5 separate regions of the Mus musculus genome follow, and regions 2, 3, 4 and 5 are each linked to region 1. A link is a contact called in public HiChIP or PLAC-seq and Micro-C data. All regions are on one chromosome and are shown on one strand. The core of a region is the stretch at or near the end of the contact, and the rest is flanking DNA. Distances in the headings are between cores, read along the strand shown.

Evidence for each region. Hi-C and Micro-C count contacts between places; a contact is called where the count stands out from the background. HiChIP or PLAC-seq counts read pairs in DNA pulled down with a chosen protein or histone mark.
Region 2: an H3K4me3 HiChIP or PLAC-seq map of embryonic stem cells shows a contact between it and region 1, with 6 times the contacts expected there. The contact joins two enhancer-like sites. A contact is called at or near these places in 1 of 39 promoter capture datasets (liver), 6 of 484 Hi-C or Micro-C datasets (liver, muscle stem cells and nephron progenitors), 10 of 115 datasets of contacts at active chromatin or transcription factors (embryonic stem cells and liver) and 1 of 9 other capture datasets (embryonic stem cells).
Region 3: a contact with region 1 is called in an H3K27ac HiChIP or PLAC-seq map of embryonic stem cells, with 3 times the contacts expected there. The contact joins two enhancer-like sites. A contact is called at or near these places in 5 of 115 datasets of contacts at active chromatin or transcription factors (embryonic basal ganglia and embryonic stem cells) and 1 of 9 other capture datasets (embryonic stem cells).
Region 4: a contact with region 1 is called in a Micro-C map of embryonic stem cells, with 1.5 times the contacts expected there. The contact joins two enhancer-like sites. A contact is called at or near these places in 6 of 484 Hi-C or Micro-C datasets (embryonic stem cells and uterus), 5 of 115 datasets of contacts at active chromatin or transcription factors (all in embryonic stem cells) and 1 of 9 other capture datasets (embryonic stem cells).
Region 5: a contact with region 1 is called in an H3K4me3 HiChIP or PLAC-seq map of embryonic stem cells, with 34 read pairs. The contact joins the promoter of Inhbb here to the enhancer-like site in region 1. A contact is called at or near these places in 5 of 39 promoter capture datasets (3T3-L1-derived adipocytes, the SN4741 cell line and embryonic stem cells), 36 of 484 Hi-C or Micro-C datasets (the HL-1 cell line, brain, cerebral cortex and 11 more), 20 of 115 datasets of contacts at active chromatin or transcription factors (VIP interneurons, craniofacial prominence, embryonic basal ganglia and 9 more) and 3 of 9 other capture datasets (adipose tissue, liver and pancreatic islet).

The regions. Positions count from the first base shown.
Region 1 is chr1:119,163,030-119,168,971 of GRCm38.p6, forward strand. No RefSeq gene overlaps it. Among named protein-coding and RNA genes, the nearest start is that of Gm46144, 35 kb to the right of the region's middle. Within about 2 kb of position 4,627, at least 11 of the 459 cell types and tissues checked have an H3K27ac peak or open chromatin away from gene starts, as enhancers often do. A contact at or near this core is called in embryonic stem cells and trophoblast stem cells, where this site is marked.
Region 2 is chr1:119,297,009-119,302,721 of GRCm38.p6, forward strand. No RefSeq gene overlaps it. Among named protein-coding and RNA genes, the nearest start is that of Gm33388, 5.6 kb to the right of the region's middle. Within about 2 kb of position 3,268, at least 38 of the 459 cell types and tissues checked have an H3K27ac peak or open chromatin away from gene starts, as enhancers often do. A contact at or near this core is called in embryonic stem cells, where this site is marked.
Region 3 is chr1:119,396,315-119,401,543 of GRCm38.p6, forward strand. No RefSeq gene overlaps it. Among named protein-coding and RNA genes, the nearest start is that of Inhbb, 23 kb to the right of the region's middle. Within about 2 kb of position 1,692, at least 10 of the 459 cell types and tissues checked have an H3K27ac peak or open chromatin away from gene starts, as enhancers often do. A contact at or near this core is called in embryonic stem cells, where this site is marked.
Region 4 is chr1:119,345,097-119,350,647 of GRCm38.p6, forward strand. No RefSeq gene overlaps it. Among named protein-coding and RNA genes, the nearest start is that of Gm33388, 42 kb to the left of the region's middle. Within about 2 kb of position 3,920, at least 43 of the 459 cell types and tissues checked have an H3K27ac peak or open chromatin away from gene starts, as enhancers often do. A contact at or near this core is called in embryonic stem cells, where this site is marked.
Region 5 is chr1:119,419,027-119,424,287 of GRCm38.p6, forward strand. It overlaps Inhbb (inhibin beta-B), which reads right to left and starts at 3,222. Exons shown (of 2, transcript NM_008381.4): 1 at 1,601-3,222. The coding sequence starts at 2,060.

The DNA.
Region 1 (5,942 bases), core at 3,377-5,876:
CAGCGAGACCCCACTTGCAAGCAAAACAGAACATCACACTACAACATACACATACACATGTATACATATAAGTACATACACATATACATGCATATATACACACATGCATACACACACACACAAACACACACACACACTGCCTGTGCTTGGGTTCCATCTAGCCATTGTGATTTATCCACTGTGTTCCAGTCACCCCTGGCCTAGACTCTGCCATTTTGCTTTGCCAGCCACTCCATGTGTGGAGACATCCGTGCGTGGAAACAGCCGAGGCTGCCAGTGCTTACTCACTGGGATATTTTGGTTCGTCCCCATTTAAAGGAAGATCTTGCCACTACCCCACCCTCCAGATTGGAAAGTATGTGGCCCTCATGACAGTGTTCCAATTGGACACCTCAGGCCAGATTTCCAAGCTCAAAGGAACAGAGGGTGACAGTGGCCAACACATGCTCAGGACAGCTGGGGACGACACTTTGTCCTGTCTCTTAAAAAACAAACCTTGAATGGCTCAAAGGACTGCTTTCCCATCAAATATTTGTTGGCACCAGTGTGTGTCCTGTTGGTTAGAAAACATGTTTTGTTTTGTTTTGTTTTAAAATTAGATTTCCCTGGAAAGAACAATAGCAAAAGCAAAGGGGACAGTGTTTGGTGGGGCAAAAAGAGCACGAACTTTGGCCCAAGATGCCTTGCAATTTGGTGAGCACCGAGTTTCATTAGCTCCTGTCCTCTGTTTGATGCCAAAGATGGGACTACTCGCTGTTTGTCAAGGACGACAAAGCTGTTGCCTGGGCCCTGGAAGGTCCTGGTTCAGGGCAGTCTGAGGACAGTTTCAGAAGTGTCTGGCCACAGTTCTGACCTTTGACCTGGGTAGCAGGGGCCTGTGGCCCTAAATCTTTCTGCATGTAAGGAAGGGCCTGGAGGATCAGAGAAGGCTCCCAAAGCCCCAAGGTTGCCCTGCAAAGAGCCACCTCTTCTGTGGATCCCACAGCTCATGAGACATACTCTGATCTTTGACCCCTGGCAGCTGTCATAGCCTGGCTAGGGACCATGACCCACAGCCCAGGGGCTACCAGCCAAGTAGAAACTTCTCTTAGGACTTTTGGAGACAAAACAGGAGAGAGAGAGAGACAGACAGACAGAGAGAGACAGAGAGAGAGACAGAGAGAGAGACACAGAGAGAGACAGAGAGAGAGACAGAGACAGAGAGAGAGACAGAGAGAGAGACAGAGACAGACAGAGACATACAGAGACAGAGAGAGAGACAGAGAGAGAAAGAGACAGAGACAGACACAGAGACACAGACAGAGACACAGACAGAGAGACATATGAAGAGAGACAGAGAGAAGAGACACAGAGACACAGAGACAGGAAGCAAGGAGAGACCAGGCAAGACAGATGCAGGACAGGGCATAATGGGTGCCAGGTGAGGGAGCAGAAAGAACAAAGGGCCGAGATGCCCATGTGACAAGTCTGAGACCTGAGGCCAGTGCCCAAGGTTGTCTAGAACTGGTCAGGTCTCCAAACTGCTACCAGGAGGCTGGAGACACTACTCATCCACAGAAGCCGCTTCCCAGAGCTTCATCTGTGCAGCTCCTGTTACAATGTCATGCTCAGACCTCTTAGAGGGGATTGTTTTTTTTTTACCACCTCTTCCAAGAATCTTCCCCTGATTTTTTTCTCCAAAGCAAGTTTCAGGCCTCTCCTTTTTGGGGTTCCTCAGAAGTTATCCCTGAGTGTTACCAGCTTTCTGAAGTGACTTCAATCTCTAAGTTGTGTTTGTGGCTCCTGCTGCAGTTTCCCCAGAGGTGGGGCTATGTCTGAGCCTCGTGGGTTCCCTACAACACGGATCATAGACCTGGGTAATAACAGCAGTTAATGCGTACTCATGGTTTGGGGGTAGGGGCATTACATCCATAACCTTGCCTGTTCCCTAAGCACAGGCCCAGTAGGCTGTGCAGACAACATAGTGCTCTGTGGCCTACGCTCCAGGCATGTAGCCAGGTCTTAGCACCCAGTCCCATTTGAGGAATCTGCTAGTATCTCCGAAGTAACCAACCATCTGGGCCAGAGCTCAGCACTACAGGGCATAAAGGCTAGAACCTTTTTCTCTTCTCAGAGTTTACCCCAAGGTTTCTGTGTCTAGGGTGGAAGTTCCAAAAGGTCAGGTCCTCTTCCCCACCCTTTCCCTCTGGCATCTCTTCTGAGTCTCTGTAATCTAGGGAGCTTGGGTTGGAAAGTATGTGGCATAGCCTAAAGGGTGTGCATAGAGGGATAGAGGCCAGGAAGGCTGTGAGCGGCATCATTCCTACTTTTTGCTCGTACCTGGAGCTCAGGCACACAGCCTAAGTGAGCTGAGTGCAGGGCTGGCCACTGGGATGACTGTCAGGTTGCGGCCCTCTGACCAAGGGAAGATTGGATCTGCTGTGGTCCAGCAGTGACCTAACAGCAGAAGGGGTAGCCAGGCTGGGGAGGAATACAGGGAACTATCTTAGGAACAGGAGAGGGAAAAGAGCCGGAGGTTGGCTGAAGTCCCTTGCCAGCAGCAAGCAAGGACTCCAGCACAGTTAGCAGTCGCTTAACGCTTCCTCTCTTCCCAGCCATTGGCCTGAAAGTTTCTAGCATCTTCTCCTTTACAGGAAAAGGACATGCCCTAACCCTATGCTGCTCTAGTGAGTCCTGGTTTTGTGGGAGTTTGCTTTGCTTTGTTTTTGGATTTTTACCATATTATAACTCCCTTCGAGGCATCTCACCAGCCATCCCATCTCACTTATCAAAAGAAGCATTTTTAGCTATTTGAAAAACCACCAAAATAGTATATATGGCTAATGTTAACGTACTTCTGTGTGGCTTGCCCTGAAGGAGCCTACATAAACACTTACAGATATGCCTCACTATCTTCTTGACTGCCTTTCTGTCTAAATATCTATTTTTAAGTTAAAAAATGTTTATTATTGTGTCTGTACATAATATGGAGGGGGAACATGTAGAGATCAGCGGTCTCTGAGCCCGTTTTTTACCTTCCACCATTGGGCAAGCCCCAGGGGGCAAAGTCAGCTCTCCAGGCTTGCTCTGCAGAAGCCTTTACCCACCCACTGAGCCATCTTGCCAGTCCCTCTTTCTAAGCATCCTTCTTTTTTTAAGTTCCAATTCTGCTTCATCATACTTGCTAATCCTCAATTCTGTTCGGCTTCAAAGTCCTGCATTTGCATTTGTCCTGAATTGAGGTTCCGGAAAGATTAGGGGAGAGTCTCAAACTGCTGCGGTTGGCAACAAGAAACTATGTCTCCATCTCCTCGGCAGTGAAAAACCTGCCGTGGCCATAGTGGCCATAGCGCAGCCTTCCTGCCCCACCCCCACTGTAATTCTGTTGTTCTCCTGGGCACAAGCATCCCTCCATAGCATCCGCCCAAGTCCACCGGTTACAAGGCCCAAGACATAAAGGCCATGTTGTTCTGAGCCTGGGCAAGGCACAGGGGCTCTGGCATGACAATAGTAGTTGACTGTGTTCTCAAGAGGTCAAGGTAGGGGAGAAAAGACGAAAGCTTGGGAGACACAGAACTGCACAGGGCTGGATGGGATCACCTGCAGAGGGCTGGGGATGGGCAGCCCAGTGAGCAGGGCAGCAGGGGCCCAGAGGATGGGCCAATTGGAGCAGTGAACACTATCATGAGGTGTGAACCCTCACCCCCTTTGTCTTCTAGAGTGGCCAAGTCTTCTTTGCTAGATTGGTTTTAACATTTTTATTTCATTTGGTATGTATGAGCACACACTGAGCACTTTGATCCACCGAGTCATCTTGCCAGTCCAAACTCATTATGTAGCTGAGGCTGACCTTGAACTCAAGATTCTCCTGCCTTGCCTGATAGCCAAGTCTTCAGATATGTGCTTCTCTTCCTCTCTTCCCCCCACTCTCCCTCCCTCCCTCCCTCCCTCCCTCCCTCCCTCCCTTCCTCCCTCCCTCCCTCCCTCCCTCCCTCCCTCCCTCCCTCCACTGTTGTCTCTTCCCTTCTTTTTTGTTATTATTTTTATTCTATGTGTATGGGGGTTTGGCCCATGTTTACGTCTGTGCACACAAAGGCCAGAAGAGGGAATCTGGTTTCTTAGAAACCAGAGTTACAGATGGTTTCAAGCCACCAGGTAGGTGCTGGAAATTGAACACGGGTCCTTTAGAAGAACAGTCAGTTGTCTTAACTGCTGCCCAATTTCTCCAGGCCCACTTCCTCTCCCCATAAGACTGTTGATCTTAAGGGTTTAGGGCCTCACCCTTGTGATCTCATGTAACTTCAATTACAATCTCATTACCTTCTTAAAGACTACTTCAAACAGTCAAGTCAAATGTTAGAGTTTCAACTGGGGTTTGAGGGAGGAATAACTTAGGGGTTGCCTGCTGTAGGTTTTCCAGCGTTAGGTGAGTGTATGTGTGCGTATGCTTGTGTGAACATGCCTGTGTGTGTGCTGGGATGTGCTTGTGTGAGAGAGAGAGAGCACTTCTGATTCCTTTAGTCACTGTCTTGAGGCTGAACAAGTGTCCCTGCAGGCTAGATCAAGTCTTCAGGCCTCCCCTGTCTTCCCTTGCAGTACAGGCACACCCAGCAACCAACTGTTGTGATTCAGAAGCAGGTGACTGGACGGAACAAAAGGATGTGGAGCCCAGGCTTACTGCCGGCAGCACGATTCTTTCATGATGCCTCACAGATAGATGTGGTGACCTTTCCCTGTGGTTCTAAGGCAGGAGAGGCTCAGAAAAAGTTGGGTCATACAGCTCAGAGGCCGCCCTGAGAGGCTGCCAAGCTTCAGGGGACTTGAAATGGGGCTCAGAGAAGAGCAGTGATCTCCCTGCATCTGTCCCTGGTGAGCACAGGTGAGCCCAGCCCCAGGATGCAGACTCTGGTTAGTACTAAATGCCAGTTTGGCCTTCTCTGGAGTCTACCCGGCAATGAGTCTCTGGGTATCTGTGCGAAAGTTTCTAGGTTGGGTTAATTGAGGTGAGAGGACCTACCCTAAATGTGGACGGGTGATGTAATCATTGGTGCTGATATCCTGGGGGGGAAGAAAAACGCAAATCAAGCTGAGCCCCAGCGTCAGCATCCATCTCTCTCTGCATCCTGACTGTGGATTCGACATGACCAGCTGCTTCACACCACAGCGGCAGTACCCCCAAACAATAAGGCAAAATAGACCTGCCCTTTCCAGGTTTTTCAGTCACAGCAATGAGGAGAATAAGGACTCCAAAGGCCACATCTCTGTATCAGTCACTTCCTCCCACCCCTGTCAGCCCCTAGAAAGTTCCCACACAGTCTACAGCAGTGGTTCTCATCCTTTCTAATGCTGTGGCCCTTCAATACAGTTCCTCATGTTGTGGTCACAACCCCCAACCAAAAATTTTGTTTTGTTGTTACTTCATAACTGCAATATTGCTAGTTATGAATTGTAAATAAATGATATGTAAGATATCTGATATGTCACCCCTGTGAAAGAGTTGTTCGACCCTCAAGGAGTCATGACCCACAGGTGGAGAACCTCTGAGCTAGAGGCTTGATGGAGATTCTTCTCCTTGTGTGGCCTCTGGTAATCAGAGCTCTGTCCCCTAAAGCTTCTACAAGGCGCACCAGCATCCACTAATGGATCTTGCTAAGCCCACACTTGGATCCGCCTGACTCTCCCAGGGCCAGCCACCTGCATGTGTTTCTGTGGGACCTGGGAAACTGGGCTCTGGGGCTTCTTTGTGTAATTGGCACCATGTGCAGCCTGGCTTTACACTGGCGCACATCTGCCAACAGGGTGAGGGAAGGAAGGTCTTTGCTTCAGGCAGGAGGATGGCCCCAGAGGCCTCAGGCAACTTTTCCAGCTAGGGATGACACTATAGCCATTTTTCTGTACCCTAGGACTCTGATGTCCTAGTGGAGTAGAAAGATGGCCTGCGTCCTCTTCTTCCTCTACAGTTG
Region 2 (5,713 bases), core at 2,018-4,517, 130 kb after region 1:
ATTTGGAGCTTGCTGACTAGGCTGGTGGCAGGCCATTGGGGATCTACTGGTTTCCATCTCTCCAGTGCTGAGGTTAAATTAAGCAAGCTCCACCATGATCAGCAGTTTCTACATCAGTTCTAAGAATTGAACTCAGGTCCTTGTACCTTGTACCTTTACATCATCTTCTTGCCTGGGAATTATATGTTTTAATATATAAAATATCTATTTAAATTTATTAATATAATAAACTATGTATTTATATATAATATATTATTTATTTGTTTACTTATTTACTACAGGGGATGACATGTGTGGAGGTCTGAGGACAAAGCACAGAAGCGGGTTCTTTTCTCCCACTGTATAGGTTCCAGAGATTGAACTCAAGTCTTCAGCCTGGGCAGCAAGCACCTTGACCCACTGACCATCGTGCTGGCCCGTGGTTGAGAATTTTGGAAGTATGACATACCACACACCTGTCCCTCAGTTTGTGACTGCCATTTGCACGCTCAACATCAGATGTCTGCCTATATCTAGCACTTCAGTTTTCTCCTGCCCTGTAGGGAGCAGACCTATACCCAGAAATCTTAAAAGAAAGAAAGAAGGAAAGAAGGAAAGAAAGAAAGAAGGAAAGAAGGAAAGAAAGAGAGAGAGAGAGAGAGAGAGGAGAGGGAGGGAGGGAGGGAGGGGAGGGGAGGGGAGGGGAGGGGAGGGGAGGGAAGGGAAGGGAAGGGAAGGGAAGGGAAGGGAAGGGAAGGGAAGGGAAGGGAAGGGAAGGGAAGGAAGAAAGACCAACAGACATTTATTGACAGATGCAGACCTGTGTGTGCAGAGGGCTCCCTCACAACATACACCCATGAGTGGACACATGGGATACCTGCACACTCACTAGGTGTTCATGGAGCTATGCACAGTAGGAGAGGAGGGCACATGTAGGGAGAAACCTTGATGTGAAGTCAATGTCCCCCACCCCACAGCCTTAGAGACCAGCCTCAAGGCCTATGCTGCCCCCAGGACCCCAGGCCTTTGCCTGAACTGTCTCTGTGTCTCCCCAAAGCTCAATTGTCCTCTCCTTGAGGCACCCAGAGCCTCCTCAGAATTCCCCTGGTCAGGAATGCACCAGCTACCCTGCCTTAATGGTGTACCCCCAGATGCTGGGACACTTGATCATCAGCACCACACAGTCACTTAAGGACCCAAGCCAATAGAAGCTCCACCACCAGTCTTGCCAGCTGAGCCACCCTTAGTGGCCATGGTAGGGAAGAGGGACACCGGCGGGTCAAGCCTCACACTAATGGGAAGTGAGTGAATTGTACCTCTGTCTTGTTGACTGGAATTAGTCACAAGGTGCCACCTCCTCTCAGGGGCCCTGGGAAGTTCAATGCTCCATGCTTGCTGTCCTCTGATGCTGCCCAAGGTGAGGAGAGAAAGCAGGACTGGGAAGAAAGTGCTTCATGTACATTCATGAAACCCAGACCTCGTGTTAAAAAATGGGTGCCATGACATGTGCTCTTGTCCCAGTGCTGGGGAGGTGCAGATAGCTGACCTGAGATTCTGGACAGCTCACAGAGCCGACTTGCTGAGTTCCAGGTAAGAGACTCCGTTTCAGGGGGGGGGGGGGGAAGGAAAACTAAAGATGGTTCCTGAGACCAACACCAAGGATTAGCACATGTGCATACACACACAAATATGCATGAATAACATATGTGCATCTGTACACACACACACACAGAGAGAGAGAGAGAGAGAGAGAGAGAGAGAGAGAGAGAGAGAAACAGGCTTTTGTTCTCTTATAGTTCTGAAAAGCCAACCAGTGCTAAGATGATCCTGATAGGTCCAGACACACCCACAAGCCTCAGCTACTGACCTCTTCCTCTCTCCCATCCTCAAAAACCACAAAAAAATACCCACTTCCCCACGTGACCTGCTGCCCTCCTCTCATTAATCCCCTTGTATCTACCGGATAGCCCGTGCTAATCCTCCCATTGCAAGTTCCTTAAATCCTCACATAGGCAAACCCAAGACAAGATCTCATGTAGCTTAGGCCGGCCTCAAACTTGCTATGCAGCGGGGGATAACCTTGAACTCTTGACCCTTCTGCTTCTACCTCTTAATATCCAGAATTAAAGGTCTACACTACCATGCCTGGTTCCTGTGGTACTGAGGCCCAAACCAAGTAGTTGATAGGGATCAGACAAGCCCTCTCCTTACTGAGCCATATCCCTAGCCCACCCCGCAGGATTCTGAGGACCTTTAAAGCGCTGCTCACCGTTCCCCTCCTCAGTGCTAATGTCACTGCTCACATGGCCTCTGTTGGGGTCTTTAGGGTCAGCACTGGAGAAAGCATCTACCCACCCACCCACCCCCAGCCCCACCGGCGTCTAGGAAGTCTGCAGGGAGTCAAGGAGTTGCGGATCATGATTGAACAAACTTGGCAAAAGCAAGAGGTGCGTGAGAACAGGGAGCCCAGGAGAAGGTGGGTGGACAGGACAACCACCTCGGGAACAGCTAGTGGGGACAGGAACTCTCTGATGTGGCAGTTCTAGCACAGCATGGGCCCTTCATGCCTATGCATGGAGGGATCGTGTGGGAGACGTGTGGAAAGATGGGGCAGAAGAAACAGAATGGAATATTTCACTCTCCTGTGGCTTCCTGTTCAACAAACTGCAGGGACCCGTCTATGTCTGCCCTCCCAGCACTGGGATTACAAACATGAACCACCACACAGAAGTTTTTTGTTTGTTTACTTTGCTTATGTGGGTTTGGGGGAGTGAACTGGGGTCTTCCTGCTTGCACAGCCAACACTTTCCAGACTGAGCTGCCATCTCCCCAGATCCCGCCCCTTCTCCTAAGCACCACAGGAGGTCTCCATGCCAACCTTGCAGTGCCACACAGATGAGGGAACAGAGGAGCCCCTGACCCAAGTTCTCAGGCCAGCCAGCTGACTAGGCTTGAATTTACAAGCCCGTGGTAGTCACTGAAAGCACCGGCCATGTTGGGCCCGCCCATCCTGGGCCAAGCTTTGCCGCACTTCCAGTTGACCATCCTGTCTCTTTAGATACTAGACCTCATCAGCAAAACAAAGATTGCAAAGCTGCTTTTGGCTCCCACCCTTCCGCGGGCAGCCCTGTAATCAGGGTGGATTCCCTGAAGGGGACTGGGACTAGATCTGAAGTTCCTGCTGCAAACAAGACATAGTCCCTTTGGTGTGGCCAAGAGATGATCCAGCATGAACAGGGAGAGGCCCAAGGCACCGATGACTCCATGGCCCAAAAATGAGAATCAAAGAAGCATACACGATTGTGCAAACTTCCCACAAGCTGCCAGTCAGCCCTGGGCAGGAGGAGAAGAGCTGTTCACATGCCTGCATGTGAGCTTACTATGTTTAGCTTCGTTCACTATACATACAGGCTGTCAGGAGGGGCTGGATAGAAACCAGAAATGATGGACCTCACCAGGCCCCTCGTTCCAGACACCTGCTCTGTGGTTCAGCCATTCACTCAGCCAGGAGGTCAGTCAGTATTCCTCTATCTGTTTCCTCATTCATTTCCCAAGAGTGTGCCAGGGATTGTGCAAGGCTCTCTGGGTAAAAGCCACAACAATCTCAAGGAGCCTGCATGTCCTGAGAACCTCGAAGAACAGCAAAGCACTAAATATAGGTAGCCCTGGGCAAGCTTACCACAATGATAAAGGCATGTGCCTAGAGCCCCGGAACATATAACATAGGACTCTGGTATCTCCCTAAGGAAAAAAAAATTAATCACTAGTTTAAAAAATCAAAACAAGGGGGCTGGAGAGATGCTCAGTGGTTAAGAGCACTGACTGCTCTTCCAGAGGTCCAGAGTTCAAATCCTAGCAACCACATGGTGGCTCACAACCATCCATAATGAGATCTGACTCCCTCTTCTGATGTGTCTGAAGACAGCTACAGTGTACTTATATAAAATAAATAAATCTTTTCTAAAAAAAATCAAAACAAGATTTTACACCTGAAAAATGTTTAACTCTGCAAACATTTCTTTTCTCATGAATGTGGAGTTGAACATGACACTCAACGTGGTCTTTAAATCCCCATTGAACTGAACTGGCCAAGAACAATCAGCACGAAGTCATTCTCCAAATCCCCTTGGTACCCGGGGCCATACAAAAGGCCTGGGTCTTGCCAATCTGTGAGATAGCTGGGAAAGGTGGTCCTGACACCCAGTGACCGTGGCCAAGCCCAAGGCTCAGAATGCTGGGGTATATGGGGTGCTAGAGAGGTGGGTCAGTCATTAAAGTTCTTGTCATGCAAGCATGGGGACTTGAGCTCGATCCCCAGAATCCCCGTAAAGCAGCTTAAACCAGCGAGCAGGTGGAGCACGCACTCGGCACTCAGGAAGTGGGTGAAGCTCACTGGCCAGCCAGGCCAACCAAATCAGTGCGCTCCACCCGGGTGGATGAGAGGTCCTGGATCTGAAAATAAGGAGGAGGGGCCGAGGAGATGGCTCAGCAGGTGAAGGCTGATCAGACTTGAGGTCAACCCCCACGACCCACATGGTAGGAGGAAAGAGCCAACGCCCAAGAGTTGACCTCTGAACTTCACACATACACCATGCATGTACCCACACACACGCATACACTCACATGCAAAATAAATACACAAACATGTAATTTCAAACAAAATTTTAAACAAGAGCAGGGAGAGATCCACAAAGACATCCAGCCTCGACCTCTGACCTGCACACATGTGCACCCACGTGCTTGCAACCTCACACAGAGTGCTGGGCTCTGGCCATGCTTCGACTCTTAGGTCCCAGGACCAGTGGGCCTTTGGGAGACTATGACACCTCCCAGGACACATTTATGAAGGAAACCCAGGCGTTGCCTCTGGGCTTGTGTGAGGAAGGCATTGTGAGGGAGGTGGGCATGTGTGAAGGAGGTAAGTCTGTGTGAGGTAGTTGGACCTCTGTGAGCATAGTGGACCTGTGTAAGAGAGGAGGGCCTGTCTGAGGGAAGTGGGCTTGTATGAAGGGAATGGGCCCGTGTGAGAGAGATAGACGTATGTGATATGAGCTTCCCTGACCTTCAGTTGCCTCCTCCAGACCCTCTAGAATGGTGCCTATCAGTTGGGCCTGAATGAAGCTGGGGGGAGTAGCTCACTGGGTGGGGTGCTTGCCCAGCATGCACTGCGTGTGTTTGATCCCAGCACTGTATAAAACAAGCTTGGTAGTACATACCTATAATCTCAGCACTAGGGAAGTAGAGGCAGGGGGATTTGAAGATCAAGGTTGTCCTTGTTTTCAACACCGAAACCCCAGCAAGAAGTCCGAGTGCTCGGCCCATACCTGCCCCTAAGCACACGCTCAGACCAGCTCAGACCATCTCAGCTCTTCTACTGTTCCCCTTCGTTCTCTGGAGGGCAAGGAGACAACTTTATCTCTGCATCTCTGGTTGCCATCCCAGAATGTCAAAGTCAATCAATCAAACTGCCTATTGAGTAAGCATCCTCTGCCCCTGGCACCGGCTTCCCGTCTGTGGCCTGGGAAATGAATAGTCAGCTCCTCTGGCAGCTGGTGACTGGGTGACTCCCTATCCTCAGCCCCTCAGCCACCTTTCCCTGGCCTCCAGCACACACTGGGAAGTACAGTGAACGGCTTGCATTCCCAACAGCCCTGGCTCCACAGCAGCCATGTGACTCCCTCTGGCCAATGAGATTCAGCAAGAGTTTCTAGGAGATCCTATACTTTCCCATGGA
Region 3 (5,229 bases), core at 442-2,941, 230 kb after region 1:
TCTGTTCCTGTTCCCACCTACTAGGTGCTCGGATTACATGTCTGATTTATGCAGTGCTGAGACTGGGATCCAGGGCACTGTGAGTAAGAGACAAGTTCTACCAACCAAGCTGCATCTCCAGCTGCTGCTCCTAGTCTTTCTAGAGGCTGGTGGATAATTCATAAGTCACTGAGGTAGGGAACAAAGTTTAGAAAGAAGATTGCATGGGGCTTGATATGGGGGAGGAAAGGGAGACATGAGGAAGGAGTCCCCAGGCAGCAGGCAGAGCGCTAGGGAGGCCTGGGTGAGAGGGGAGATTACAGACCAAAGGCGGAAGGAAGGATTTCCAAGGTCACAGAAGTTAGGCTGACTAGGGCCGTCAGGATGAGCGCACATTCATGATTAGGAGCATATTGTCAGATACCAGCCATCAATTATGAGCTGAGCTACTTTATGGCTCCACTGGGAAGAGGACCTCCCAAAATCCACAGCCTGACCACAGAGTCACCCCCTTATAACCAGTCCACCTGGGAAAGAGATGGTCACATCCCACCCCCACCCTCACCCCCACCCCCACCCCCATCCCGGGCAGCTTAGATTCCAGGCATACTCAGGAGGCTGACCTAATATGATATGAATCCCAGCCCTGCACTCTCCAGGGTTGAAGTCCTAAATAAAGAAGTCAGTTTGGGATCTGGGTCCAAACAGGACAAACTTAGTTCATCTGTCCCTATGTACAGAGATCAATACCCAACTTTCACCAACCACCCTTAGTGTGGCCCAAGACTCTGGGCTGACATTTCTCTCAGCATTTGGGTGAGTGACCCTGAAGCCAGACGTGTCTCCTGGATACACAGTGAGGGTCCAGGAAAAGAAGGGGCTTGGGGTTTCTGGTCACAGCTGGGGCAGAGAGAGACTAACAGAAGCAGCTTGTTTTATTTTGAGGCAAAGCTTCATTGAACCTAGGCTGGCCTAGCACTGTATAGGCAAGGATGGCCTTGAACTTCTGATCCTTCTGTTTCCATCGCTCACACTAGGGAGTGGCATGCTCCATCATGTCCAGTTTGCTCAATGCTAGCAACTGAACCTAGTGAGGTAGGCACTCTGTCAGCTGAGCTACCTCCTTATTCTGAGGAGCAACTTTAAACTTAGAGCACAGCCACCTGACCTCGTTTCTCAGAAGACTAGCTGAAGTCAGTAAAGCTGAGCAAGGCTTGGATGAGGGGATGCTACCTGGGACCACACGGCTAGCCACTAAGATGTCTTCCTCTTGGTCTCCAAGTGTCTGCCCCACCAGCAGGGTCCTGACCTGGCCCAGCCTAGCCTTGTTGATTGCAGAAGAGATCTGGAGTCTACCAAACCCTAGTGATGTTGGGATAAGATGACAGTTGGAACCCAACCCTGTACACCAACCCAAAGGAGTGACAGGCCTCAGACCACTGCAGAGGACCAGGGCGCACAGCATCCTGGGTGCCCACAGCAGCATTCCACCATACAGTCAGCCCTCCTGGGAGGTCTCTGGTCACACGGTGCACCCGACAGCTTAGACTCAGGAGACCCAAGAAGCTGACTTAGTACCATATGGGTGCCAGTCTGCAAGCCCTCAGGAATGCCCAAGTCTGTGTGTACCCGCAAAGTCAGGAGGGTGCGTGGAGAGTCAGGAGTGCTTTTGCAGCTCTGGGCCAGCAGGGGCCTTGGGAGCAAGGACCAGGGCAAAGGGGAGCCCACAGCTACCTTGGCCAGCCCCAGCCCAGCTATAGATTAAGAAGCCCCCTAGCCAGCCGCAAGACACAACAGAGATAAGGAGCTATCACATCACGGATGGAGCAAGGAAAGGCAGCCAGGGCAGGCTCGCTCCAGACTGCCAGCAGTCCCCTTGGGGGAGACAGGAATGACGCCCCCCCTTCCTTAGGAGTCAATGATGTGGAGTGACGGGAGTGACCCAGACACTTGGCCTTATCCAAATTCTATGCTCACCAAACCCTGAGCTGCTTAGACATAGGATAGGCAGGCACCTTGGGGTGAGCGAGTGAACTTCCAACTCAAGAAGACACAGCCTTAACTCAACCTTCAATCTAGGAAATGGCTGCAAAAAGGCAAAGTGCCTCAGGCATCGACTCCTAAGAGTGTGAACGCCCCAGCTTTCCCCAGAACCCTGTATCTGGGATTTTCATAGTTTGGGGGATTGAACTCAGGGCTTCGTGAATACTACCAACTAGTCACATCCCTAGTTCCAGTATTTTGGTTATGGTATCCCAAATTTTGCCCTTGCCGTGTACTCCCCAGAAACTCCCTGCTTTAGCTGAAGGACTCCCGGCCCTCCTTCAGGTCTTAGCCCAAGAGTTCCCTCCCCCAAGAGTCCCCTTGACTCTGACTCTCTCTCTCATTCTCTCTCTCCCCCTATTCCTGAACTTCCCTCCCAGTGGCTTCAGGTCCACACCAGCAAGGGCTGGCCAAGGATCAGGTCCCAGAAAACACACCCACACGCTAAATTGATGTGGAAGCCCATTTCCTTACACTAAGAGTTCCTTTTTCTTTCTAAGTAAAAAGGGCAGGTTGGAGCCAGGTGTGGTAGTTTACTATTGTAATCCTAGCATCTGGGAGATAGAGACAGGAAGCCCCAGAGTTCAAGGTCAAGAAGAGCAAGACAAGAAAAGAGTGGAGAAACCAGCCTGGCTCTACCAACACTTGCTGGCCGTGTGGGGTCTGTGGGCTGGGCCCTGAGGGAATCATTTCCAGGAGATTTCAGCTACCCCTGGGCTTAGGCTTTTCCACAGAATAATGGGATTGCAAATTTATTTGCAGTAAGATGAATTGCAGTCTGGCTGTGATGGTGCACATCTTTAATTCCAGCCCTCAGGAGACAAATGCAGGTGAGTTTCTGCTTCCAGAAAGTGACTCTGAGGGTAAGGGCTCTTGCCCCCGGCAAGATGTAAGTTGCATCCCCTGGTGAAAGGAGAGAATCTATCTACTCCTGCAAGTTATCCTCTGACCTCAACAGGCATCCCATGACATGCATGCGCCAGCACACAGACACACAGACACACACACATCCACAATTAAGTAAATGTTTTTAAACCTCAAAAGTATAAATTATAAATAAAGGCTCTGAAAAGTTGTACAGCTGTTTCTTTGAGGTTCCTTAACCCAGGATGACACAGGTACCAAGGTCCTGAAATGTTGCTTTCAATCCATACAAAGGCAGTAAGTTCTCAGGTTAAAAAGAAAAGGCTGGGCTGGCAGTAGAGCTAAGTTGCTAGAGAGCTTGCTTCACATTCAGGAAGCCCTGGGTTCAATTCCCAGAAGTGCTTAGAGAAACGGGGTGAAGCAGGCCTGTGGCTGTGGTCCAGCACACAAGAGACAGGGCAAGAAGATCAGGTCTCAGAAAGGGGGAGTGTTCTTTTCTTTTTGATATATTCATTTATCTATTTTTGTGTATGTGTCTACACATACTTCATTGTTGTTTTGAGACAAGGTCTGTCTATGTAGCCCTGGCTATGCTGGAATTCTCTGTGTAGACCAGGTTGACCTAAGGGCTGAGATTGAAGGTGTGCACCACTATGCGTGTTAAGCATTTTTGTGTATCAGTGCACATATGTATGTGGATGTCAGAGGAGAGTCCAGCTCTCACACAATTCTGAGGATTCTTGGGTCACTGGGCTCAGGAGGCAAATACCATTACAGCCTCCCTCTTCTTTCATCTCTCTTTCTCCCTGCATGTGAATGTGTGTGAGTACATGCGCGTGTGCATATGTATGTGTGTAGGCCAGAGGTCAATCTCAGGTATTACAGCAGAGGCTCTGTCTACCATGGTTTTCCCTGCGTCACTCTGCATCTTGTTTGGGGGACAGGGTCTCTCACTGAACCTGGAGCTTGCTGACCAGTTGGACTGGCAGCTGGTTACCAAGCCCAAGGGACCAGCCCGGGTAATGAAGGGATTGGCCTGCCAGTGTCCTGTCAGCTCCAGGATTAACAAAAGCAAGGCACATGGCTTACTACATAGTTTCTGGGGATCAAATTTTCATCCTCTTGCCATCTTCCCAGCCTAGACATCCCTGTTTTGTTTTGTTTTGTTTTGTTCCCTTTGAGACAGGGTTTCTCTGTGTAGCCCTGGCTGTTCTGGAACTTGCTCTGTAGACCAGGCTGACCTCGAACTTACAGAGATCTGACTGCTTCTGCCTCCCTTACCACACCAGGCTAGCCCCTGTCTTTAAACATTCTCCTTCATGTTTGTTTTTTCCTACTGAGTTCCTAGTGTGTCCTAAGAAAATCTACCACATGCCTTGTAGAAAGTACCTAGAAACACCCACACAGCAGCAGCCTCTGGGCCTAGTCCGTGAAGAGTCGGCCATCCGGTTTTCACTCAGATGGTCCTTTGATGTGGTTACCATACTCTCTCCTGTTTTCTCTCAGGTCACTAGCCTGGATAGACTGCCTCTCCTGTACAGCCTTCAGAGGATTCCGTGCCCCGCTCTGACCCGCAGCTCCTGCCCACTACCCTGTGGTGTGCCGAGGCACTTCCCAGCAGTTGCTCTGTAGCCTTCTGAGCCAGTCTCACCTGCCTCGCCTTACAGAAACCACCAGGCCAAAGTAATAGCTATTGCTGATCTCACAAGTACCCACTCATTTATAAGATTTGGGGTGCCCAGAAAATGAGTCCTTGGAGGAACCCCAGACACAGGGACCCCACTTTTATTGGCTTCGTCCATCAGGTCATGACATGGCACTGATAGTAGGGCCCAGCATGCACAAAGCCAGGGCTTCTTGCTCAGGGGCTCCCTGCCTGACCTCGGGACTCAGATCCCTTCCTTTCAGTGTTGCCAGAAGCCCTGCCTGGACACCAGAGGAATGAAGAGAATCCAGGGCCAGGTTGAAGAAGTGGGGGGATGTTGGAGAGAGTAGAAGAGACAGAACCTGGGAAGACAGAGTATTGTTGGGATCCTGTGTGAGGAAGACATTAGTTCAGTACAGATGAGCAATATGAAAAGGGAGAGGGGGGTGAAGTCGAAGGCCAGGGCTGTAGGGGAGGAGGAGAGGGAGGAGGGAGGAGGAGAGGAAAGAGAAAATGAATGCTTTCAGCTCAGTGTGAGAGAACAGAGCTGGAGTTCCCCAGGTATACGGAAGCTGAGCAGGGTGGCCCAAGACTCTGAACAGATGGAGGAACCCCCCCTTCCTGTACAAAAGCAGATGCCCTGAAGGCCTGAGCCAGGGAACTTAGGCTGCCGAAGGAAACAGAGGAGCCAAGATTGG
Region 4 (5,551 bases), core at 2,670-5,169, 180 kb after region 1:
CCCACCCACTAACCCCCCCTCACTCCCCCACCCCCTCATCCCCTGAAGAGAAATTCTAGTTTCTAAGAATGCCAAGTCAGCAGGAAATTTCTCCGTTTTAATTTTTTTGGTGTCTGTTGTGTGTGTAGTGTATGCTCATGGCTGTGTACACAGAAGCCAGCGGGAGGGGGAGGGTGTCCTATGCTATACTTCCCTGAGACATAGTGCCACTGAGCCAGGAGCCAGGCTAGCAGTGCACAGTTCCAGTAGCCCTGTCTCCATCACCCACAAGGCAGGGTGCAGGCATGCATGGTCATGCTAGCTTCCTTTATGTGGATGCCTGTGATCCAAACACAGGTCCTCCTGCTTACTTGTGTGGTAAGCGCTCTTGCCCTCTGAGCTATCTTCCCAACTGAATGGAGAGTTTTAAAGGTGCAAATGCCATTTTATGAGAGTAATTGTGAGATGCTGCCACCAGGTGGCTCCCCTTCAAGCCCCTCCCTCCTGGACCACTGGGCAGCCTTGGGTTGTGGCCCAGAAGAAGGTCTCCATGCTTGCTCAAGGCAGCCTGTGGTGGGCGCTGGAGTGACAGCCCTCCTCTACCTGGGGACTGTTGGTGTGTCTTCTCACCCTTCTCCGATCTCTCCGTGGTCCTGCTCACCAAGCCCATCCGAGGTCCACAGGCTCCTAAAGCTGCCCCTCTTGGGGTGTCTTCTTCTCAAGGCTTACTGACCCTGCTCAGTGGAACCTTCTCTGAGAGGCCCAACCCCTCCCTACAGACCTTGTCAACAACTTATACCATCTTTCCTTTATCTGTATATGGGGTCCTTCCATCTTTTCCATTTTTATGATCACACTCACGCGTGCACGTGTGTGTGTGTGTGTGTGTGTGTGTGTGTGTGTGTATGCGCGTGTGAGTGTGTGCGTGTGTGAGTGTGTGTGTGTGTACATATACACTAGTGAGCACATGCACACTAAAGGTTGACACTGAGTGTCTTCTTCCATTGCTTTCCACTTTATTTTTTTAAACTGAGCTTCTTACAGAAGCAGGCGCTCACTGATTTGGCGGGGCTGGCTGACCCACGAGCCCACCCCCCCCCCTCCGCGCGCGCCGGGGGGCCCCCCCCCCCAGTCTCCTCCCATCTCATCCCCAGCCCTGGATTCTAAAAGCATTGCTGCCTAATTCTGAATACTGACCTCAAGCCCTTTACCATCTGAGCCTCTTTCACTGGACTTCTCCACCAAGATTCAATCTTGAAAACCCATGGAGAGTCCCAAGGCAAGCTTAATAAAATGTTTGCTTTTAAGATACACAAAGAAGCGAATCTGCTCATCAGATATATTTTTAAAATTTGTTTATTATTCACACACATGCCAATGTCAGAGGAGAGCTTTAGGGAGTTGGTTCTCTCCTTCCACTGTGGGCTCTGGGCTCAAAGTCCGGCCTGCACAGCAAATGTTTTTCACCACTGCACCAACTCACCGGCCTCCCATTAACCCATTTTGATTGGATACCTGGTTCTAGACAAGGCAGTGAATGACTAAATGAAACAGCAGCCTGGATGAAGGGGAGCAGAATGGCGGATAAGGAGATAGGAAATAGCAAGGATCTGGTGAATGGATGGTGGTGGTGGGCAGCTGGTGGGATGGGTGGCTGCTGAGTCTCTCCTTATTTTTGTTATTTGTTGAGGAAGAATTGGGTCACCTGGCCTGGGGCCCACAGAAGCGGTGTCCCTAACAGGACCCAGATCAAAACAGATGAATCACTTATAGGCAGCCTTCGTGAGCCAGCTGCTACAGGGAATGAGGATAAGAGGGGTGGAGCAGGGTGGACACACATGCCAACGCCAAATTCAGGCTATGGGGACACCCTGGGGAGCCACTATGCAGTCAAAACAGAGCCTGCCCCAGATGGGAGCCGGTCCACATCAAGAGGAAGAGCCTGGGGACTCTTCCAGAAAGCAGGTGTGACTCATTAACTGAGCACATACTAGCAGCCCAAGGGTGTCCCAGAAATCAATCCAGGACTGGAAAACTCTGGGAGTGAGGGTTGGCCTCCACTATAAGAAAGGAAATGAGAAATGGAGGAGGGAAATGACTGACCCAAGGTCATCCAGCTGCAAGGGGCTGAGTCCAGCCTCTGGGTTCCCACCTGGCTGGTACATATGGCCTCAGGGAGATCCTGGCCAGCATGGGCCAGATCTGGGAACAGACAGCAGGAAGGATGGCTTCCTGGGCACCTGCAGAGGATGCAGCAACAGAAGAGGGCCCTGGGACACTTTAACTGCAGCATCCGGGAGTCCTGGGACTTGGTCACTGCGACCTTACTTTTCTTATATGTCCAGCAGGGCCTTCCTCTCTGGGCCTGAGCTTCCTCCAACATCTTTCAAGAGTCAGTTCCACTTCTGGCCATCTTGGGGACTGTACTCAGACCTTACATGCAAGTACCTTGCATGGCTACTTCTCTCACAAGCTGAGTCATCTTACCGGCCCATATTCTGGTATCTTGGGTTGTGGCTCAATTCGTAGAGTACTTGTTTAGTGTGCACAAGGCCGCAAGCTCTGTTTCCAGCATCACACAAGTCAGACCTTGTGTAGCCTGACATCCCAGCACTCAGCAGGTAAAGGCAGGAGGATCAGAAATTCAAAGTCATCCTTGACTGCATGAGTGTGAGGCCCAGTGAACCCTTCTTTGCAGAATGACTTACAACCACCAAGAAGAGTGCAGGAGCAGGCAGGAGCCCCCATTCTTCCAGACTGTCCATGGGCACTCTGGTGTTTTTGGTCACCCCACCAAGGTGGGGCAACAACCACCCAACTCCTGGACAGCTTGAGGAACTAAGAACACAGGGGTACTCAGCGGCAAGTGGCAACTATTGTGTTGTTAATGATGCAATGTTCCAGCCATTATCTACTTTAAGGCAGCATGCTCCCAATGCTAGCAGCCTGTGTCTAAGAAAACAGAGGACAGGCTCATAGGTCCTGAACACCTTCCCTGGAACAGGGCACTTGTTATCATTCTATGGACAAGGACACTGAGAAGTAAGGTGTCTCCCCCAAGGTTACCATTCTCACATTAGTGTGAACTTGACTTAAACACAGGCTGTATCTAAAGTGTTGTGTGAGCTTGTATGAGCCTGTACACACACACACACACACACACACACACACACACACACACACACCTCACAGGTTCTCATTACGGCGGTAGGTACGGGTGTAAGATGAATATATCTTCAGGGCTCTCTGGATTGCTGTGCTGGGAGTCAATGCTGTCAGAGAATGAAACTTGCCAGGCACAGAGTCTTCCCCACTGGTATCAGCCCAGCGTTGAGTGTTCCCTGAAGGCAGAGCGGGCGGTAAGGTCCTGCTACCCGATCTTAGCACCATCGCCTGCATAGGTAGCCATGGCTCAGCAAGTGGGCTGTAGACAGTCGACCCAGGAGCTCTTGGAGACTAGCCTAAGGACACTAGTCTGTGACTCAAGGCCTGGCTCCTGAGGTCAAGGGCTGCTGGGGTGGGGGCCCAGAATGCTTCTGGGACTCTCCTTCCACAGCAGCTAATTTATTGTGATGCAAAAATCCGGCTCCAGGGCGGGAAGCGAAGCTTCGAGCCAAGCACGCTCCCATCCTGTTCCCTTCCACATATTTTCAGTATTTATTGTCCCCATATGTGATGCTGAACATTCAAAAACATGTTGCTGAGATTCCTCCAGAAAGGCCTGACATTTCACAATATCCCTCCGATGCTTGGGATTACTGCTCAGGAGGAAAACGTGGTTGATTCAAAACAGATTGGGGCAGGAGAAAACAATGGCGGGGCCTGTGGAGAGACCCCCAGGTCCACCACAGCAGAAAAAGGACGGAGGAGCCCTAGCTGTGCGAGCTCCCATCAGAAGCCCAGAGCCAGGGGCACTCAGGAGGCGTGGCCAACTTGATGCTCCACAACTGCTGGATCAACAAGGGCTGGTGTTGGGGCTCGCCTGGGAGCAGGCGCTTCCGTCCTACACCGCGTAGCAGCTCTTCCCTGATTTACAAAAGGAGATAGTGAGCTTATGCTCAGCAGGCTAGTCAGTCAAGGGCTGGGGCAGGCTTGTCAGTTAAGGTTTTCACCCCCAAAAGCTATGTTTGTTATCATTCTGTTTGGAGAGGTATGTACTGTACTGTAATATAGTGCCGTGTACATGTAGTGTGTACACAGACAGAAGTCAGAGGAAAATGTCAAGTCAAATGCTTTATTGCTCTCTATCGTAGTCCCTGGAGACAGTCTTCTCACAGAACCTAGAGCTAGGCCAGCAGCCAGCAAGACCCAGTGATTCTCCTGTCCTGGCCCTCAAAGCACCCGGCCTCCTGGGCACTGGCAACCTAGAGAGAGAGCATAGGATCCTACTACCTGACCCCTTCCCAGCTCCCACTACCTGGAGGCAGGGAGCTGTGTGGGTTCTGAACTCTACACTGTCACACAGACAGCACACCCTTTCCCTTTCCACCCCAAGAGTGGGACCATACACTGCAGCAGTGCTGTGCCCTCCTCTGGTGCACAAAGAGAAAGGTGTCACCTCAGACCTTAATCTTTAAGACCAATGTGTCGTGGCATCAACGAGTGAGCACCTATATTTGTGACTTTTCCTGTTGCTGTGACATGATGCCTGACAGAGGCAGCTTCGTGGAGGAAGGGTTTATTCCAGCTCACAGGCCATCATGGCGGGGAAGGCACGGCAGCGGGAGCGGGAGGCGGCTGCTCACACGGCATCCACAGTCAGGCTGCAGAGAGATGGATGCTGGTGTCAGCTCACAGTCTCTGTTTTATTCAGTCCAGGACCCCAGCCCATAGACAGTGCCAGCATGTTCAGGGTGAATCTCTCTACTTCAGCTTACCTAATCTGGAACCTCCCTCACAGACGTACCCAGAAATTTGTCTCATATTTCACAAATTTTGACATATTTCACATATTTGACAATTGAGATTAACTAATGGGAGGCAGAGAAGTAGCTTTAGTGGATCAGAGCATTTGCTATACAAGCACAAGGACTCAGGGACTGGGTGAGGAACAGAGGCAGGAGGATGGCTGGGACTTGCTCACCAACAACACATATGGGTTGGAATTCCAACCCATAAGAGGCAGAGGCAAGAGGATTACAAGCTTGTGTCCAGTCTGGGGTATATAGCATGGAAAAGAAAAGGGGGGAGGGGCAGTGAAAAAGAACACAGGAGAGGAGAAAAATGAAAGCCATACCAAACCTGTTGCCCAGAGGCCCGGTCAGAAGGCAGATCGCCAAAATGGGAACAAAAGGTCTGTCACACCTGAGCCTGATGTGACAACAAATGTCAAAGGACATGTTGAGTGGACCCAGAAGCGACCTCACAGAACTCAAGCTTCTTATGCCATACACCTTTGCCTGCTGCTACTTAGCAAGTCCCTTGGACTGTGTGACTAAGCCAGACCCCATGAGACCCTGCTCCAGTCTGGGCAACAGACCTCAGGTAAGGTGGTCAGGCCTTGTGGAAAAGCAGAAACGTAAGGTAAAACAAACATGTAGACGGCTCAGAATATCAGATTGCTGGTGAATGG
Region 5 (5,261 bases), core at 1,972-4,471, 250 kb after region 1:
CCTCTAATAACACTGACGTCTGACTTTGAAAAGGGGGAAACTGCAGCCTTAAAAGCTGCTCTTGGCCAAGCTGCCTGTGACCTGAATCTGTTATTTATAAGTTAAAGAGCTGGCTCCGTGAATCGGACCAGAAATATAACAGCCCCCGCTGTCATTTTGTGCCACCGGGACCAAAAGGCCTCTTGACCTTCCCGAGTCACGTTTCCCTTCTGGGCCCCAATGCACCTTTTAATCCAAGCCCTCTAATTGCATGTCGAGCTTTCCCTGACTCTGGCGGACAGCTAAAATGGCAATGTATTTCTTTCTAAGCACAAACCGGCCTTGATTGTCTCTGCCTTTCTCCACACCCGGCCATGCAAAACTTTTCATCCCTTTTTATCCCCAGCAGCAGCACAGGCAGGGTCTGCCCGATGCCTGGGAGAGTAGAGGGGCATTCGCAGCCAGGAGCATAGCTGATCCCCCCTCCTCTTCCCAGGCTCCCTGCTTGTCCCCCACCCTGACTACATCGGGCTTCCCCCTCTGCGACCTTCTCTGCAGTCCCCTCTGCACAAATGGGGCTGAGCTCCCAGCACAAAAGCCAGCCTGGCTCATTCAAGTCCTGAAAAGGACAGCGATGTCTAAACACTTACACCGTTTCTGCCCGGGAAATTTTCCTCCTTTTTAAACTTCCCAAAGATTTTTTTCTTTTCTTTTTCTCTGAATTTTATATTTAGATAGTGGACAGAGCTTTGCAACACGGGGCCTGGGAGGACATTGCAGAAAGGAATCCCACTCTTTGTTAACTACAAACTCTGCCCCTCTTCCCTGGACCAGAGAGGGCTGCGGCTGCTGCCAGGCAAGCCTAAAGGCATGAGGCTGTTCCTGAGCCGCTTCTTTGCGTAAATGATGGACCTGTTGAGAAGCTGCCTTCCGCCGACTCTGGTGCCCACACAATCGGAAGGGAGGTTGCCTAGCTCTCCCCACCGATGCTTCAGCAATCCTGGCAAGCCCATGCCGCCGGGCGACGCAAGCGGCCCCGGGAGCCTCTCTCTCTCTCTCTCTCTCTCTCTCTCTCTCTCTCTCTCTCTCTCTCTCTCTCCCTCTCTCTCTCCCTCTCCCTCTCTCTCTCTCCCTCTTTCTCTCCCTCTCTTTCTCCCTCTCTCTCTCCCTTTCCCTCTCCTCTCCTGCCCACGTATATCAACAAGCACACACATCTCCATCTCTACACTGCTAAGCCTACACTCGGATCGTGGGAAACAAAAACATTAAGCAATCACTAAGCAAGTGCCCGCAGAGCCAGGGCTGCGCGCATCTGCCGGGAGGGGGACGCGCGCCCAGAGGCGCTGGGGCCCAATTCCCGTGAGCCAGGATGAAGGGCAGGGTGCTTCCCAGTTGCTGCAGGGAAAGGGAAGCCGCAAAGGATCTGTAGTCTGGGCGCGCAGTATAGAAAAGGACTGCCACCCTGGGAAGCGCGCAAGGCCACCGCAGAACGTCTCTGCCCGGAGCCTAAATGCCCTCGGGGCGTGCGGGCTGCAGAGGCGGTGAAGGCAGCAGGGCTTCCTAGGAGAAGGAAAAAGGGAGGGATCGCGGCCGCCTCTGGCTTCCCTGTGGCCGAACCCACCTGTCTCTGCAAAGCTGATGATCTCGGAGACGCGCTCCTGGCCGTCGGCGCCCGGGCTGGCGTGGCCGTCGAGGTGCGGGATCTCCACGCGGCCGTCCTCGCGCACCTTGCCGGCGTGCAGCTTGCGCAGGGCCGTGACCATGGCGGCCTTGGGGACAGCGTGCGTGATGTTGGGCCGGCCCCGCAACTGCAGGCGGCTCAAGATGTGTCTCTTCACCGCCTCCAGGAAGTCACCGTCCACCCGGCCCAGCTCCTCCGGCCGCCGGAAGCCGCCGCCGCCGCCACCGCACGACGTACAGGTGTCCTGCGAGCCACCCGGAGCTCCGGGTGGCGGGGGCGGGGGCGGCGCAGCGGGCGACGGCGGGGGTGTGGGAGAGCCCCAGGCCTCGGGTCCCAACCAGCCGGCCACCAGGAGCAGAAGGCAGGCGGCCCCCAACGCCCGACCGGGCAGCCCGTCCATGGTGCGCCGCTGGCGACGAGGGCGCCCGCCGCGAGGCGAGGCGAAGCGAGCTCAGGGCCGGGCTCCGGGCTCTGGGCGCACCGCCCCGCCCCGCCCCCGCCCGGGCCTCCGCCCGCCCGCCTGCCGGGAGCGCCGCCGCCGGCTCGCAGGGGGAGGGGGCCGGCCGGGCCGCGGGGGTTCCCGCGCGGCCGAGAAGGGGCGCCGCGGGGACCAGAAGGGAACGCGGGCTGGCGGTGAGGGGGTGGGGGGGACCGCCGGGTCAGTGGCGCGCTGACGACTCGGGGCGCCTAGGCATCTGCAGCCTGCCCATCCTCTCCGCGTCGAGGGCCACCGCAGCCCCCTGATCGGGGTGAAGCGAAAGCGAGGAGCGGCAGCAGCGGTGCTGGCACGGTGGCTTGGCTCGGCCGGGCTGGAAAGGTGGAGGGAAGAGGCGGCAGCGGGCGCAAGTCGCTCTGGAGACTGAAGCGAAGGTGCCGGAGACCCCGGGCGCGGCGCTGCGGAGGGCGCTGCGGCTGGGGCCCCGCGACCGCACCTGAGCGCCTCGCCCTGTCGCTGCTCGCAGCGAGGACACGGCCGCCCGAGGCAGCGGCGGTGATGGGCAGGTCCTTCTCCCCTGCTCCGGGCCGGCGGGAGGAGAGAGAGCTGTGCGGGGGAGCGCCGCTGCGCGGGCCCTTCTTACAGGAGGTGCCGAGCCCTCCTGGGCGGCGGGCCCTGCAGTCCTCCCAGCGCGTCACCCGGCAAAGTTGTCTCCAGGCTCCCCCGGGCGCCGCATCCACGGGCGGGCGAGCCGCGGCGCGCTTCTCCTGGGCCTCTGCTCCTCCCTGCTTCCCTGTGCCTGGCCGCCTGAGCGGGCCGGCCGGGGCGGCGGAGGAGGGAAAGGCGGTGGCAGGGCCCTTCTCGCCGCTGTCTCTTCTGCCTGCCGCGGCAGTGGCGGCCAAAAGTCTCTCTGTGTCCCCAGAATCGAGTGCCCTGGCTCGCGCTCCCACTGGCACACGCTGCAGGGCCGGGGAGAGAGCGAGTCGGCGGTGGCGGTGGCAGCAGCGTCCCCGCGCCCAGCCGTGGCTCGGAGTGCAGAGCGCGCCCGAGGAGTTCTTCGCTTTGCCTTCTCTTCCTTTCCACTCCCTGTTCTTTTTTTCCCGAGGGGTAAAAAAGCCGCACAATCTCCGTATGTGCGCGCGCGTTGAGATAGACGTTGGCAGGAAAAAAAGGGGGGAGGGGGAGTGTCGTCCGGGCAGTGCGGGAGGAGACGGTCCGCGCCTCCCTACTCGGGCGTCCCGGGGGCGGAGGGGGAGGCGGATTCTGCAGGTCGCTGCTGCCTGATCCTCCTCCCACCCCCTCTTCCCTCCGCTCTTTCCCTTTCTGCCTTGGCGAGGAGGGGCAAGAAGGTTCTCTCCACCCTGCGCCCCCCCCCCCGCGATGCCAGGCCACTTTTGCTACCTCGAAACTTTCCCACCACGTGAGTGCTCCAGACCCTCGCCCCATGGGGCGATGGATAAATGGCACCGACACGCTCCTGGTGTAGGATCCGGGTGCTTCTGGACACCCCTTACTCAGGGCCACGAAAGCCGCCCCCCGCCCCCGTCCCAAATTGTCGCCTTTCACAACCGGGACGGGCGACCCTCTCTCGCCGCAGCTGCCCCTAGAGCCTTCAAGGGACGATCTTTCGCTATCCAATCTGCTAGGTGGGGGTGGGGAGTAAGTTCGAATGCAGCAGAGAAGAGGTGCGGCTGGATGCCACCCTCGGGCTACAGCGCCCTCTTCTAGCGTCCGAGGCCGCTGTCCCAATGGGCGATGGGTTAACCCCCTGGGCTAGAAGAGTAAGGGAAGCGGAGGCTGCTGGAGGCTTGGCCAGCTCTGCTGTAGTTGGCCCGAGGGTCTACCTGCATTGTTTGGGAACCCATCTTTGAGGACCCAAGGTCTCTGGAGGCTCAGGGCTTGCCAGACTGTTGGGGTCTCCACTGTCCCATTCGTGTCTTGTCACACTTGGCCTCAGACAAACCCAGATTCTAATGAAGGGCTCAGGTACTACCGGATTTGAATCCAGTCCAACCTCACCTTGCCCTGCCTCTTTCTCTCTCTCTCTCTCTCTCTCTCTCTCTCTCTCTCTCTCTCTCTCTCTCTCTCTCTCTCTCTCTCTCTCTCTCTCGGCTGTAAAGGGGCACTGTGATACCTGCACCACACTGGTGCTTTGGGAGGTCCAAACAGACTAAACCAACCTCGCAGAAGCGGATATAAAGATGGTTCTGGGACGCTCTTCTGGCTGCCAGTAATGGGTGGGAGTCTGACTCCCAGTACTGACTAGAGAACTGCAAATGTACCCTCTTCTTTCTGTCTCTTTTCCCGACCCTACCTGGGTCTGGGACGACAATGCCCACGGGGCACAGTTCCCAGAGACCAGAACACATTGCCTGCAAACAGCCCCCCCCCCCCCTTCCCAGGACGCTTACCCACAATAGGCTCACCTAACGACAGGCAAGACTGAGAGGTAGACGCATGGATGGTTCTCTTTGGAATCGGGACAACCCTCCCTAAAGACACCTCAGACTTGGGGAGGGGGGTCGTTCCACCAACATCCATTGCTTCCCAACTTCCCAAGACAACCCTACCCTGTGGACCTTAGCCAGAACAGCAGTTCCGCGGAAGCACGAAAGTCTGGGAGCAGAGCGCCCCCTCTCTCCCTGTAGGAGGAACAGACCAGAAGTCTGCGGGGCAAAACTAGGGCGGGTCTGACTTAACCAACTCTGAGTCTGAAGCAAGAGCCCCTCTCCTTCCCGCCCCCGCAGAATCCAGACGATAATAGCCCTTCTGCCCTTAGGAGACCCATTCTTTGCTGTTCCTGTCCTGTGTCCTTTCCCCCGCCCTTTCAGGGTCCAGTGAGCCCTTGGGCAACTAGGAGATGCTCCTGGCAGCCTGTGACAGCCCAACCTGAATATGGTCCTGAGCCTACCTGCCCCACCTCAGACTTTTGTGTATACACTCCAGGCACAATACACAATCTGACCCTCTGGCTCTTTCTGTAAGCAGATCCACCCACTATTTGGCTATTTCATCCTTGGTCTTTAAGATTTAGCCCAGTCTTTCCTCCTGGGTGAAGCCCTCACTGGCCCTCTGTGCCCCAGGGAAGTGATTTATCTAATTAGGTAGGTGCCCAGTGCCTGGCTGGCTGCCTCATTGCCTGACTTAGCTCCAGCACAGGGGCTA